2 separate regions of the Macaca mulatta genome follow, and region 2 is linked to region 1. Evidence: chromatin contacts called from public Hi-C data. All regions are on one chromosome and are shown on one strand. The core of a region is the stretch at or near the end of the contact, and the rest is flanking DNA. Distances in the headings are between cores, read along the strand shown. Region 1 has its middle 670 kb from the start of SOX9. Region 2 holds the start of SOX9 (SRY-box transcription factor 9).

Region 1 (6,032 bases), core at 1,639-4,138:
ACAAGTTCCTAGCATCTGTTTGCCAGCAGTTAGTCAAGTCTATGTTTTTCCACCCTGAGTACACTTTACCTAAGTGCCTGTATCACGCCTTCCATCACGAATTGTGATGTTCTACTCTTTGCAAATCATTATTAATGATGGCGACATAGTTTGAGGTCAGATTCACTGGCCTGAACATTACTTTGTCATTAACCTCTGAGAAGGTAAAGCTATGAGTAACAAGGCCAGGCATGAACATTTTCAAAACATCCAATTTGCCTATTCTGGATAGATGCAAAAGGATGATACAGTGTGTTCTTTCCAGCATTGTATCAAATCAGGTTGCGCGTAGAGTCAATGCAATAGGAAGTTAGTCTATTTTACAAAAGTTCACTGGTACGTCTTATATCTGTTTGTTTACTCCAGACTTGAGACTTGGAAAAAATTCATTTGCCTTCCACATATGAGATTGACCCCTAAAATGAAGGGGTGAACAGGAAACTATCACTTGTCTTCCTTCATGAACAATGACCCCCACCCTTGTACCCCATCTTCCTTGCCCATACAAGGGCAAAGGTCTTGGCGTAGCTTCCTTAAGCAGACCTTGATGTGTGGAGACCTGCAGAGATGACCAGCGGAGGTTAGATGGTTTTTCTCTGAGATAAACTTAGTTCCATGCCTCCTGTCTCTCATCCATCGGAAGCTAGTTTAATGTTGAGCAGAGTGGCCAGAGCAGAGAGAAACAATTTCTGGCTGTCTTGTAGATGACTACTAATGGTTGTGCCTAGTTCATGAGTCCCTTTTGTCTTTTAGGGAGAATAGGATATGAAAAGAAATATGAGATGCGACTAAAAGGTAAATAAATCTTGTTATTTTAATAAACATAAAAAGGTACACTCCCCCATGGGCATTCTCACCTTTGACTTTGTCCCTTTCAAAGTTTATACAATTTTTCATAAGCTTTTGGAGCTCCTTTTTTCAGAATGGCTCTTAGAGCCTGAAGCACATTCCTTAAATGTTTAAATATTTGAGGGCAGATTTGACTTTGGCAGCAGTCAATTACCTTTTACAGTTGGGGAATCCCATTTGGATCCCAAAAGGAGTTGCAGCTGTAAAGTAATGAGACTAATATTTTTATGTGGGTGATGCAGTGTTTCTAAAAGCCCAAGAGTTTTGAAGGTAGACATGAATGTCCATGGTTTATTCAACCAACATCACTGACCTAACACCGAGCTTCCTGAATACGCATCAGAAAGGGATGTGCTAGCTATGTTTGGCTATGCAAAGCCTTAGTTATGGTTAGGGATGGGATTCAGCACCCGTTGTGGTGTAGTATCTTCCTGCTATTTCTAAAACGCATTTATATAGTCCGTTTTCACGCTGCGGATAAAGACATACCTGAGACTGGGTCATTTATAAAGAAAAAGAGATTTAATGGACTCACAGTTCCACATGGCTGGAAAGGCCTCACAATGAAAGGCATATCTTACATAGTAGCACACAAGCGAGAATGACAGCCAAGGGAAAGGGAAAACCTCCTGTAAAATCATCAGATCTCGTGAGACGTACTCACTCCCCCGAGAACAGTATTGGGGAAACTGCTCCCATGATTCAATGATCTCCCACCAGGTCCCTCTCACAACACGTGGGAATTATAGGAGCTACAATTCAAGATGAGATTGGGATGGAGACTCAGCCAAATCCTATCAGTGTCTATGGGGATAATGACAGGCATGTGGAAAGGAAAACAGAAAATAAAGATGAGAACAAAAAGAAATTGGAGAAAAATAAGACAGAGAGTTTTGTTAATTTGGTGATGGAAAATGGTGGATAACAGGATCAGAAACAATCTTTTGAGCTTCCCTCAGTAGCATTGCTCCCAAGAAATCCTTCTGAGATTTGGGGACTGGTTTCTGTGATGGTTAATTTTATGTGTCAACTTGACTGGTCTATAAGGTGCCCAGGTAACTGATCAAACATTCTGAGTCTTTCTGTGAAGGTGTTTTTGGACAAGTTTAACAATTAAATTGATAGACTGAGTAAGGCCAATTGTCCTCCCTAAGGTAGGTGGGTCTCATCCAATCAGTGGAAGACCTGAATAGAACAAAAAAGTGGACCTTTCCCTAAAGACGAGAGAATTCCTCCTACCTGACTGCCTTCAAGCTGGGTCATTAGTTTTTTCCTGCCTTGGGATTCCAGTTGAAATAATGGCTCTTCCTCAGTCTCGAGCCTGCTGGCCTTTGATCTGGAACTACACCGTCAGTTCTCCTGAGTCTCCAGTCTGCTGCCTACAGATCTTACAACTTGTCAGCCCCTGTAATCGCATGAGCAAATTCCTTATAATGAATCTATCTATCTATCTATCTATCTATCTATCTATCTATCTATCTATACATATATATAATACATACACACGCAAACTTCCTTCTGTCTCTGTTTCTCTGGAGAACCCTGACTAATACAGTTTGGGTACTCACAGTGATCTTGTAGTCTGCGGTTTTGCTGACCTTGCCCTTCATAAATCTTCATCACCATGTTAATGAATCTTGACAGATGAGAAACTCTAAGCCAGAAGGCGGGGGGTGGGGGGTGAGGGGAAGCCAAACACCAGGACTGGCAATAGCTTATTGTGGCTGCATGTCTCTGCCCAAGGCTCCCGGGATTAGCACAATCAGCAGGTGGCTTGGGACGGACATCTGAACCGGAAGAATCCTCTCCTTCCTCACTCTCACCCCCTGCACCTCTATTCTGTTGGGGATCATTACAGATTTTTAAACTCTAACTGTGGAAACGAATGCAGCTGCTCTTTGTAATTGTTTGTGAAACTGAGTTAAAGGGAGGTTGTTGTGGCACTGCAGGTGCAATCATTAGATGCATCTATGCTGTGTAATTAACCTCATTTCCATGTGAATGTCCATGGTTTATGCGCTGCTTACAGAACTCACGCCATGATCATTACACTTACAGTCAATCCAATTAGACAAAGGTTCCCACACTTAGAGAAAGATCAGGACAAACTGCAAGGGTAGGCCTCTCTCAAGAAGGTCTCTAGTTAAATGTCTCAAAATAAACAACTGTGGCCTAATTAATTGTATGACAGGCCAAAGGAACACACCAAGGAGCTACTTATGTGCCTGGAGCCCCATCCTAGGAAGCTGCTTAATAGAATTTCCTTTTGTTCACACTTGCAGTGGCTGAGAGATGTGCACAAATGGGGGATGGTCTGGTGGCTATACTTCATCCTCTCTCTCTGGTTGCCCAATGAGATATCCAATGGCTTTATTTTGATGAGTTTTTTAAATCCTTTTTTTATGTTCTCAGAACAATTAGGGGGAAAAAATGCATCCATGCTTCTCAGAGAAAGTTACTTGGTCAAGCTAGCAGAGTTTTCCGTGATATTTTAGCAGAGCTACAGCCAGAGGGCGCCATTGAAGGATAGTCTTTTTCCTGGATATCTCAGATTTACTCGCTTCCTTTTCCTCTGAAGATCTTTAATGCAGCTGGTTGAACCCCTAATTTTAAACATTTTGTCATAACCTGTATGCTATGCATGTCTGTCCTTTCTCTTTAAGTGATAGTTCCTTGAAGGTAGAGCTCATACCTTAGAATTCTATTGTGTCCCCAAAAATGCCTTGCACCACACCAGTAACTCCCCGGGAGCTCAATAAATGCTTGGAGGATCCACTGATTAAATGATAAGGACCAGTATTTGTCAACTATTCAAAGGAATTGACATAAGTTTTTAATATCACAGAACACATCAGAGACTATTTGAACCTCAAAAAAGTCAGGCTAAAAATAAAGCAAGTCAGGAAAAAGAGCAAAAAGATACAGAGTAAACCACAGTCCTTGAAAGAATGAAAGCTTATGAGGGGTTTTTTTGTGTATGTGTGTGTGCTGAATTTCTGACTAAGGTCAGAAGAGCGAGACCATCCTGGCTAATATGGTGCAACCCTGTCTCTACTAATAAAAAATACAAAAAAATAAAATAGCCATGCCTGGTGGCACGAGCCTGTAGTCCCAGCTACTCAGAAGGTTGAGGCAGGAGAATCACTTGAACCCATGATGCAGAGGTTGCAGTGAGCCGAGATCACGCCACTGCACTCCAGCCTGGGTGACAAAGTGAGACTCCGTCTCAAAAAAAAAAAAAGAACACGGACTTGTCTATAGCATGTATAGCATCCCAGGCTGAAAATCCAAATGCTTTCTTCCCTCACCCATTCCACGATCATTTATATGCCAAGTGCTGTGCTAATGGTTGTAAATGTGTTCAAAGTCTAATGAGGAAGGCAGACATGTAAAAAAGTAAATAGGTATTTATAGTATCTGGTAAATGCTATAATTGCAATGGAAACAAAATTGGCACAAAACCAGCCTGGAAGACTTGTATACTCTGTGTGTGCGTGTGTGTGTGTGTGTGTGTGTGTGTATTCTAGATATATATATAACATCGCTATATAAAAATGTGTGTGTGTGTATATATATATATATGCACAACCTAAATAAGCACAATTGCCTAGAAATGAGGGTCTACCCTATTGAGAGGAGATGATTCTAAGTAGAATTCTGGTGGTCCAGAGCATTAAAACATATTTAAAAAACATTTCTGAGATATCTGAAACAAATATGGCAGAAAGGTTATTGTTTATAAAATCTTGGTAGTGAGTAAAATATGATTATTGCATTATTTTCTAGATAATTAAAATATTACCATAAGTAGAAATAAATAAACAAATGATAGAAAACAGAGAAAAAGCAACCAAAGAAGGTAAGAAGGTTTGCGTCAGTCTGGTATTATTTTTTAAAAAACCTAAAATCAGATCACCCACGTTTACCCATCTAATATGACAACTGTCAGTTTCCGGCTGACTAAAAGTCTGTAACCTGCCGTTGAACCCTCCCAGTCATTCTGTCTGTGGGAATATTTTTCTGTAAGACAAGCCAGGGCAAGTCTACAGCGATCCCTGTAGAAGAGTTAAGGACTGACTGTAACTCGGGAAAGTTTGAACACTCAATCCGGTCCGTAGTAGATAAGAGCGTCATGGCCTGTGGTGGCTATTCTTTGTTTCTCTTTCCCTATTCATTGGTCATTATTCTCCTCCCTACTTCATGCCCTAGAAGACAGCCCTTAAAAAAAACTTCAACAACTGGATTCCCTTGTCCTCCGGAAAAATATTTTAGGTCAGAAATTCAAGTATCTAATTGAATTTGATAATTCTTGTCAGAGGAAAATTTCACCATCAAGCCTCTAAGATATTCTGCAGCAACACCCATAACTTGGGACTTGAGCCATAGAGAGTGTGAGGTCCAATTACTGAAAGTACTAATTACCTTCATAAAATAAGTGAGGGCTAAGGGATGGGGGTGGCTATGGGTGGATATAATTTAGTTTCTTTCCATTGGCCCACATAAGACCTAACCTGGGAAAACATCACCTAGGCATCAGGTCTCAGTTGGTCCTAATAGTTCTTTCCTGATCCGTAATTGCTAATTCACTTAAGTAAAAAAATATATATATATATTCGGTCTCACAGGTGCCAACCTAAGTAAGCCATTGCTTTAGTTGGAGTGGCTGAAAAAATACAATTACATTACATTCAGGAACATTCCACTTTCTTGAAAGAATGTAATTAACATTTGGAAAATGATTTGCTGCTGGATAATCTGAGTCTGTTCTATAAGAAAACAAAAAAAGGATAATAAGTCATGTAAGTTTTTAAAGCACAGAAGTGTATCATGTAGAAACCAGGTCTTGATGCCAAAAGTAAAGTCAGTGTTAACAATGACTTTTGCTTCTTGTCATGAAAATATTCTAATGCTTCTTATTGGGATAGGTTGTAAGTACATTGTGTCTATTCGTCCACCTGATCCAAAGAAACATCCACGCTTCCAGGGAACAGATTTTCTCAAACAACTTACTGGTGCTCCTTTTGGTGTTCTTATGGTAGACGGTATTGTGTATCCTTTAGCACATATTGGTAAAGGTCTGTGTTTTATAACTTTCATCCATTCATAAAATAATTTGGTGTGGAGTAAGATTTAGCAATAACATA
Region 2 (6,032 bases), core at 1,210-3,709, 670 kb before region 1:
GGGTGGCCGCGGTGCTGCTGATGCCGTAGCTGCCCGTGTAGGTGACCTGGCCATGCGTGGCCGGCACCCCCGGGTGGCCGTTGGGCGGCAGGTACTGGTCAAACTCGTTGACGTCGAAGGTCTCGATGTTGGAGATGACGTCGCTGCTCAGCTCGCCGATGTCCACGTCGCGGAAGTCGATGGGGGGCTGTCTGCCCCCCTCTGGCAGGGGGCGCCCCTCTCGCTTCAGGTCAGCCTTGCCCGGCTGCACGTCGGTTTTGGGGGTGGTGGGTGGGGTCGGTGGGCCCTGGGATTGCCCTGCGGACAATAAAAGAACAAGCACGGGAAAATCAACAAGTGCTGTGCAGACGCCCTAGTCTTAGGCACCCTCCGGGGACCCTCCCTCGCTGCTAAAGTGTAGTAAGGGCCCGCACCCGCGCGGGAGGCGCGCTGCACCGGAGATAACTCGCCCAATGATTAACCCGCCGGTACACACTGGACAGCCCCCTTTTATCAGGGGAGGGTCTGGGGCCCGGAGGGTCCGGAAGAACAAATTGCTACTTGTAGAAGAGCCCTGTGTATGCTTTTGGGGTGGGGGAGCAAAGGAAGAAGGGGGAGGTCTCGTAAGGCTTGTAAGGGCATTTTACCTCCCAATAAAAAGAGTTAATCTCTTCGGATGCTGGGATTGAGTTGGGGTGTGTGTGTGTGTATGTGTGTGTGTTTGGGTGCCTCTTAGGCTCTGGGTAGAGAGGGGGAGCGGGACAGGGGCAAAGGGTAGTGTGTACCTCCCGGGAAGCATAAAGTCTCCACAAAGAATCTCCCAGGTGGAGGGCAGGGGGTGTGCCAGGCGGGCCGGGGGTGGCTTGTCCTGCGGGGCTGAGGGGCGACTCACCCGAGTGCTCGCCGGGGGAGTGCACTTCGCTCATGCCGGAGGAGGAGTGCGGCGAGTCAGCCTGCAGCGCCTTGAAGATGGCGTTGGGGGAGATGTGCGTCTGCTCCGTGGCCTCCTCTGCCTCCGCCTGCCCGTTCTTCACCGACTTCCTCCGCCGCGGCTGGTACTTGTAATCCGGGTGGTCCTTCTTGTGCTGCACACGCAGCCGCTCCGCCTCCTCCACGAAGGGCCGCTTCTCGCTCTCGTTCAGAAGTCTGCTCGGGGCGGGGCAGGGCGGGGGGCACAGAGAAAAAGAGGGAGAGGGGTCAGTGAAACCCGCCAAACTGTCAGGTCGGCGGGGAGGCGGCGGCGACCCAGACCACTTGGCTTTCTTTGCATACAACTCCATCTTCCCTCCCGCCTGCAACCACAGCTTATAACTTTTCTTAAAAATAAACAAATAAATAAATAAGTTCTTGCAGTCCGACCTGAGCGGTCACTCCCCGCCCCCTCCATCCCCTCCCCTTTTATTTCTATTTTGGAAACGCCGAAGATGAAAACGACTCCTGCTGCTGCCCCCTAAACGCCTTTGCTGCTGGAGTTATCGCCCCCAATCCCAACACCCTTAAAAACTTTTCCCCAATTACTCTCCAATTCTCACCCCCCCATACACTCCCACCTATTTCCAGCAGCCTCCCTCCTCCCGCCTCCCAATTCCTGCCAAGGGTCTCCTCCAACCTCGGTTTCTCCCCTGCCCCATCTCCGTGGGTGTGTGTGTGTGTGGGGAGGAGGGGGCTGCACGAGACAGTGCAGTTTTAAGGGGCGGGGTGGGGGAAGCCAAGCTTCACTTCCCCGCCCCGATTGAGCTTCCAGGCGACGGGAGAGCAGGATGGCAGCCCCCTCCTTCCGTCTCCCACCAGTCTTCGTCCATCCTCCAGCTACCTCCCCCACCCCTTCCACTTACCACCCCCTCCTCCGCGTCCCCGAGAGCAGCCCAAGAACTTTGACAAACTCTGAGCCACAGTTACACCCCGTTCCCACTCCCACACCCCCATCCCGCCGGCTCCCGGAACCGCAACTCCCGGGCGATGGGAGGCGGGGCGGGGCAAGTCAGCCCTGGCCAGAGCCCCCCGCCGCCACGATGCCCACCTTGCCGCGCCGCCCCCGCTGGGCCCTACCTCCAGAGCTTGCCCAGCGTCTTGCTGAGCTCGGCGTTGTGCAAGTGCGGGTACTGGTCCGCGAGCTTCCTGCGCGCCGCCTGCGCCCACACCATGAAGGCGTTCATGGGCCGCTTGACGTGCGGCTTGTTCTTGCTGGAGCCGTTGACGCGCACCGGCATGGGCACCAGCGTCCAGTCGTAGCCCTTGAGCACCTGGCTGACTGCCTCGCGGATGCACACGGGGAACTTGTCCTCCTCGCTCTCCTTCTTCAGGTCGGGCTCGCCCTTGGGGAACGTGTTCTCCTGGGGCCGCGTGTTCTCGGTGTCCGAGCCGGAGCCCGACGGGCAGGGCGAGCCCGCGGAGTCCTCGGACATGGTGGGGCTGGGGGCGCCGGACAGGCCCTTCTCCTGCTCGTCGGTCATCTTCATGAAGGGGTCCAGGAGATTCATACGCAGGCCCGGGGCAGGGGGCGGGTGGCCGGGAAAGGCGAGAAGCCGCGGCGGCTCGGGGACTCGAGGCGCGGGCTCCTCTCCCCTCGGCTGCCCGGATGCGGAGCGAGCGGCTCCCGGGGAGGCTGGCGCGTCGGCCGGCTACCACTTAGGGAGGCGCGGGGCCAGTCCGCAGCTGCCCGCTCCAAGTAGGGGGAGGCGAATTGGAGAGGAGGAGGAGGGGAGGAAAAGGAGCAAAAGTGGGGGCGCTTGTACCCCTTCTCTTCTCCTCCTGCAAAGAAAAGTTTCCGGGGTTGAAACTGGCGAGTCTCCGCGCCACTGAAGTTTCCAGTCAGTTTCGAGCTCCGCTCTCCGCTCTCCAACTCCCAGCCCAGGGTCTCTTTAATAAATACTCCTCCTCACCTTAGAGCCACCCGCCAATCACAGCACAGCAGTCCCAGGCAGCTGATTGGACCCGATTTTGGGGAGGGAGGAGGATTGCGGCACTGGGCTGGGTGACGAGACGGGAGGGGAGGAGAGGGGAGGGGAGCGCAGCCAAAGGGTGGATGGTCGGGAAGGGGGGGCGGGGGGTGCTGCGGGAAAGGCGGGGGACCCGGGACTTCCAAGTGTGTAAGTTTGTCGAACTCTCGGAATGCCAGAATTTTAGTGACTTCTCCGCGCGAATCTTTGTGTGTGTGTGTGTGTGTGTGTGTGCGCGCGCGCGCGCGCGCAAGTGTGTATGTCTAGACTAGGATCTACCCCCACCTCCGACATTTATTTTCACTGCTCTCTCCGCGGCACAGGGGACTTAGCTGGAGTTTGTAGTATTCGAAAAGCAGCCGCTTCTTAATGCGTAGCCGAGTTTACGCGCCTGGGGCCTGCCTGCCTGCAAAAGTGCTTAGAAATAGTCTTTTGAAGCAAATGTTTTGGTGACTCAACGCCCGCTGTTCCTCCGTAATAATCCACATAAATAGATTAACATGCTCGGGTTCGCCGGGGCTGGTGCGGCTGGTCAGGATTCTGCTGCGCTTTTGCAAAGGGAGTCAATGGAAAGCAAAGCTAAGTCCCCGCGAAGGTTGGCAGCGGCGGCCGTGGCCACGCAGGATCCCCGCGCTCTCGGGGCCGCCCCGCGCCACACCGACCTTGAGCTCTGACAAGTCTTTCTCCAGTCCCGCGACCCCGCCGACGCTCCTCAGTAACAGGGCTACTGCTCTGACGTTTTGGTCTTTGCCTCCTGGTCGAGTCAGAAACGTCAGCCGAGTCGTCCTGCCTGGGGAGAGTTTGCTAACTGCTCTGGCTTTGAGAGATCGAAGTTTGCCAATGCGGCTGTCCCAGGCCGCGAGGCCCAGGCCGGTCACTTGGTTTGCAAAAGGCCAAACAAATGGGCACCACGGCAGACAAAATGCTCCACTCTGGCAGAGTCGTGCTGCTTGCCCGCTTTTGCTGGCATTTACTAAACACCTGAAGGGGTGAAGCGCCGGTGCTTCTGACTCCAGTCCGGTCGGTTCAGACCTGCATATAGTTTGGAGTTCTGGGGGAGGCATTGGTGGTGTCTCTCATGTATTTCAAGTGTGATTTGAGCACAACCTTTGTGTTCACACGAAATGCTTAGAGCCAGGTTGGGTAAGTGCAGAGCTATCTGCTCTGGGACAGAAGAAAAATCTTGGTCGTTGCGGGTTCCGTGCTTTCAGAATCCCAAATAAACGCATAACATTGGGAAAACTCTTTAATTTTAAACTCCCCGCCCCCCCCCCTTTTGAACTCTTGCAAAAATTCGCCTCTAATTAAATTGTTGTTATGGTGAATCGGCCCACATCATATTAAAAACTTTTTTTTTTCCCCTTTCTAATTTGCGAAGTGAGGACACTATCACAAGATCCAAATCAATGTCCTTCCGGGAGAACTTTTAAAAATCTTGTTTTCTCTCGTTGTCTTTGAAAGAAGCCCGACATTTCTTATAGGAAATGGAATTCTTCATCTCTTCATAAGGTAGTAAGTTATAGCCTGGTTCAACAGCGGTTTTGTTTTGTTTTGTTTTGTTTTTTAAACGAATGTAACTTATTCAAATAGGATGTTTCCGGTGCCTTATAGTTTGTTTACAAATTTAAGAAATTTGCATACAATAGCTTCGTATCCTTGGCCTGTGATTACTTTCAGAAAGTGTGAGAACAGCATCGTCCTTTCCTAGGAGAAAAAAGTCCGTGTAGTGTGGACCTATTTCTGTGTCCTGGGTAGCAGGGTATTGTGTGTACAGTATAACTGTGTGATTCTCAGACACCTGATTCAGGAGACTTGGAGACCAGCGGGCAGACATTTTAGCCAGGTCGTCTGTACTTAGTTGTGTTATATTGTAATTACCATGTTTGCTGGCATAAAGTCAGTGAAGAGGGGTGTGACTAAGATATTTTGGAATATTTCACTAAATATGTGTTAAGATATATGCGTATATGTATAAACATATTTTAATGCAATCATGCAATAAGATACGAATATATAGACTTTTACGTCATAAACGACAGGGATTTATACATTTCCCGTTGATTTGATGCAAGCATTTTTAAATTTTACATCTTCCTGAAAACTTACGATGAACAGGCGACTTAAAAATGGGCTGCAGTTTTCATCTGTATCCAGAGGGGGCGCCAAAAGCCCAGAAACTGTCTCCAACTCCGAGAACCAGGGAAAACTTGGATGGTGGTAGCTGGGGGTGGTGTGTTCCACTCAATCTGACTGCTTTGCTGCTGAGATTTGTATTTGCAGGAATTCCTACGCAATATTCCCTCCTGTGCGAATCCACCACTGCGCAGCTCAGTGAGGGAACTTGTGTCTGTAGAGAACCGGGTTGAAAAAGAGCACTCGAGATGCCAGCCGTTTCCATTCTGCACAGAATTTGGGGACTGAGGCCAGGAGAAGGCCCCTATTCCCCAGGTGCCAAGCGTTGCCACAGTCAGGCCAAGTCTAGCGCGTGGTACCGTCAATTCGCGAGTGGATCGGTCCTGCATTTCTGCAGGGGCCTCCCGGTGTCCACTCCCCTTTCCCCATTCAGGGGCTCCATTCGCTTCGTTGTGTCTTTCTCAGGTGGCCCCGACCCCTCCTCCCTGACCTGGGAAGACGCGTGCAGTCCCCGACCAGAGGACCTCAGGCACAGGTAGAGGGAAAGGAACCCGCTCCTGATGTTCAGGTTGCAGATCTGGAAACTGAGGCTGTTGACCCAGTGTTAGCTAGAACATTTAGCCAGGGGTGAAAGGAGTCAGGGTCCTCCATCTGATGCGGTGAGGGAGGGAAAGGGCATAGGTCAAGAGGCAGGAGACCGAGGGCGCTTCTCTGTGCTCTGGACGTGCTTTCGGATACCCGCTCTTGAGCAAGCGCCGCGAGGTCTGCCGCCGGGAGCGGAGACAACGGAGGTGCGAGTGGCTCCCCAGGGAAGCCCTCGGGAAACCGAGGTCTGGGATCTCCGCCTTTTCCCCCCTTGCACGTCCCGGGCCGGCGCCGGGCTCAATTTCCCCAGCGGGGGCCGCCAATCTCTCCTCCGAGTCTACGCGGGAGCTGAGACCCGAGCCCAGAGTTGCTGGCGCAGGGCGAGTTTCGCGCAAA

The links. Hi-C and Micro-C count contacts between places; a contact is called where the count stands out from the background.
Region 2: a Hi-C map of fetal cortex germinal zone shows a contact between it and region 1, with 6 times the contacts expected there. The contact joins the promoter of SOX9 here to the enhancer-like site in region 1. A contact is called at or near these places in 5 of 14 Hi-C or Micro-C datasets (blood, cortical neurons, fetal cortex germinal zone and 2 more).

The regions. Positions count from the first base shown.
Region 1 is chr16:81,090,872-81,096,903 of T2T-MMU8v2.0, reverse strand. No RefSeq gene overlaps it. Among named protein-coding and RNA genes, the nearest start is that of SOX9, 670 kb to the left of the region's middle. Within about 2 kb of position 2,888, at least 4 of the 40 cell types and tissues checked have an H3K27ac peak or open chromatin away from gene starts, as enhancers often do. A contact at or near this core is called in fetal cortex germinal zone, where this site is marked.
Region 2 is chr16:81,756,612-81,762,643 of T2T-MMU8v2.0, reverse strand. It overlaps SOX9 (SRY-box transcription factor 9), which reads right to left and starts at 2,459. Exons shown (of 3, transcript NM_001032868.1): 1 at 2,029-2,459; 2 at 872-1,125; 3 at 1-297. The coding sequence starts at 2,459. It overlaps LOC106994120 (a long non-coding RNA gene), which reads left to right and starts at 3,011. Exons shown (of 5, transcript XR_013407123.1): 1 at 3,011-3,068.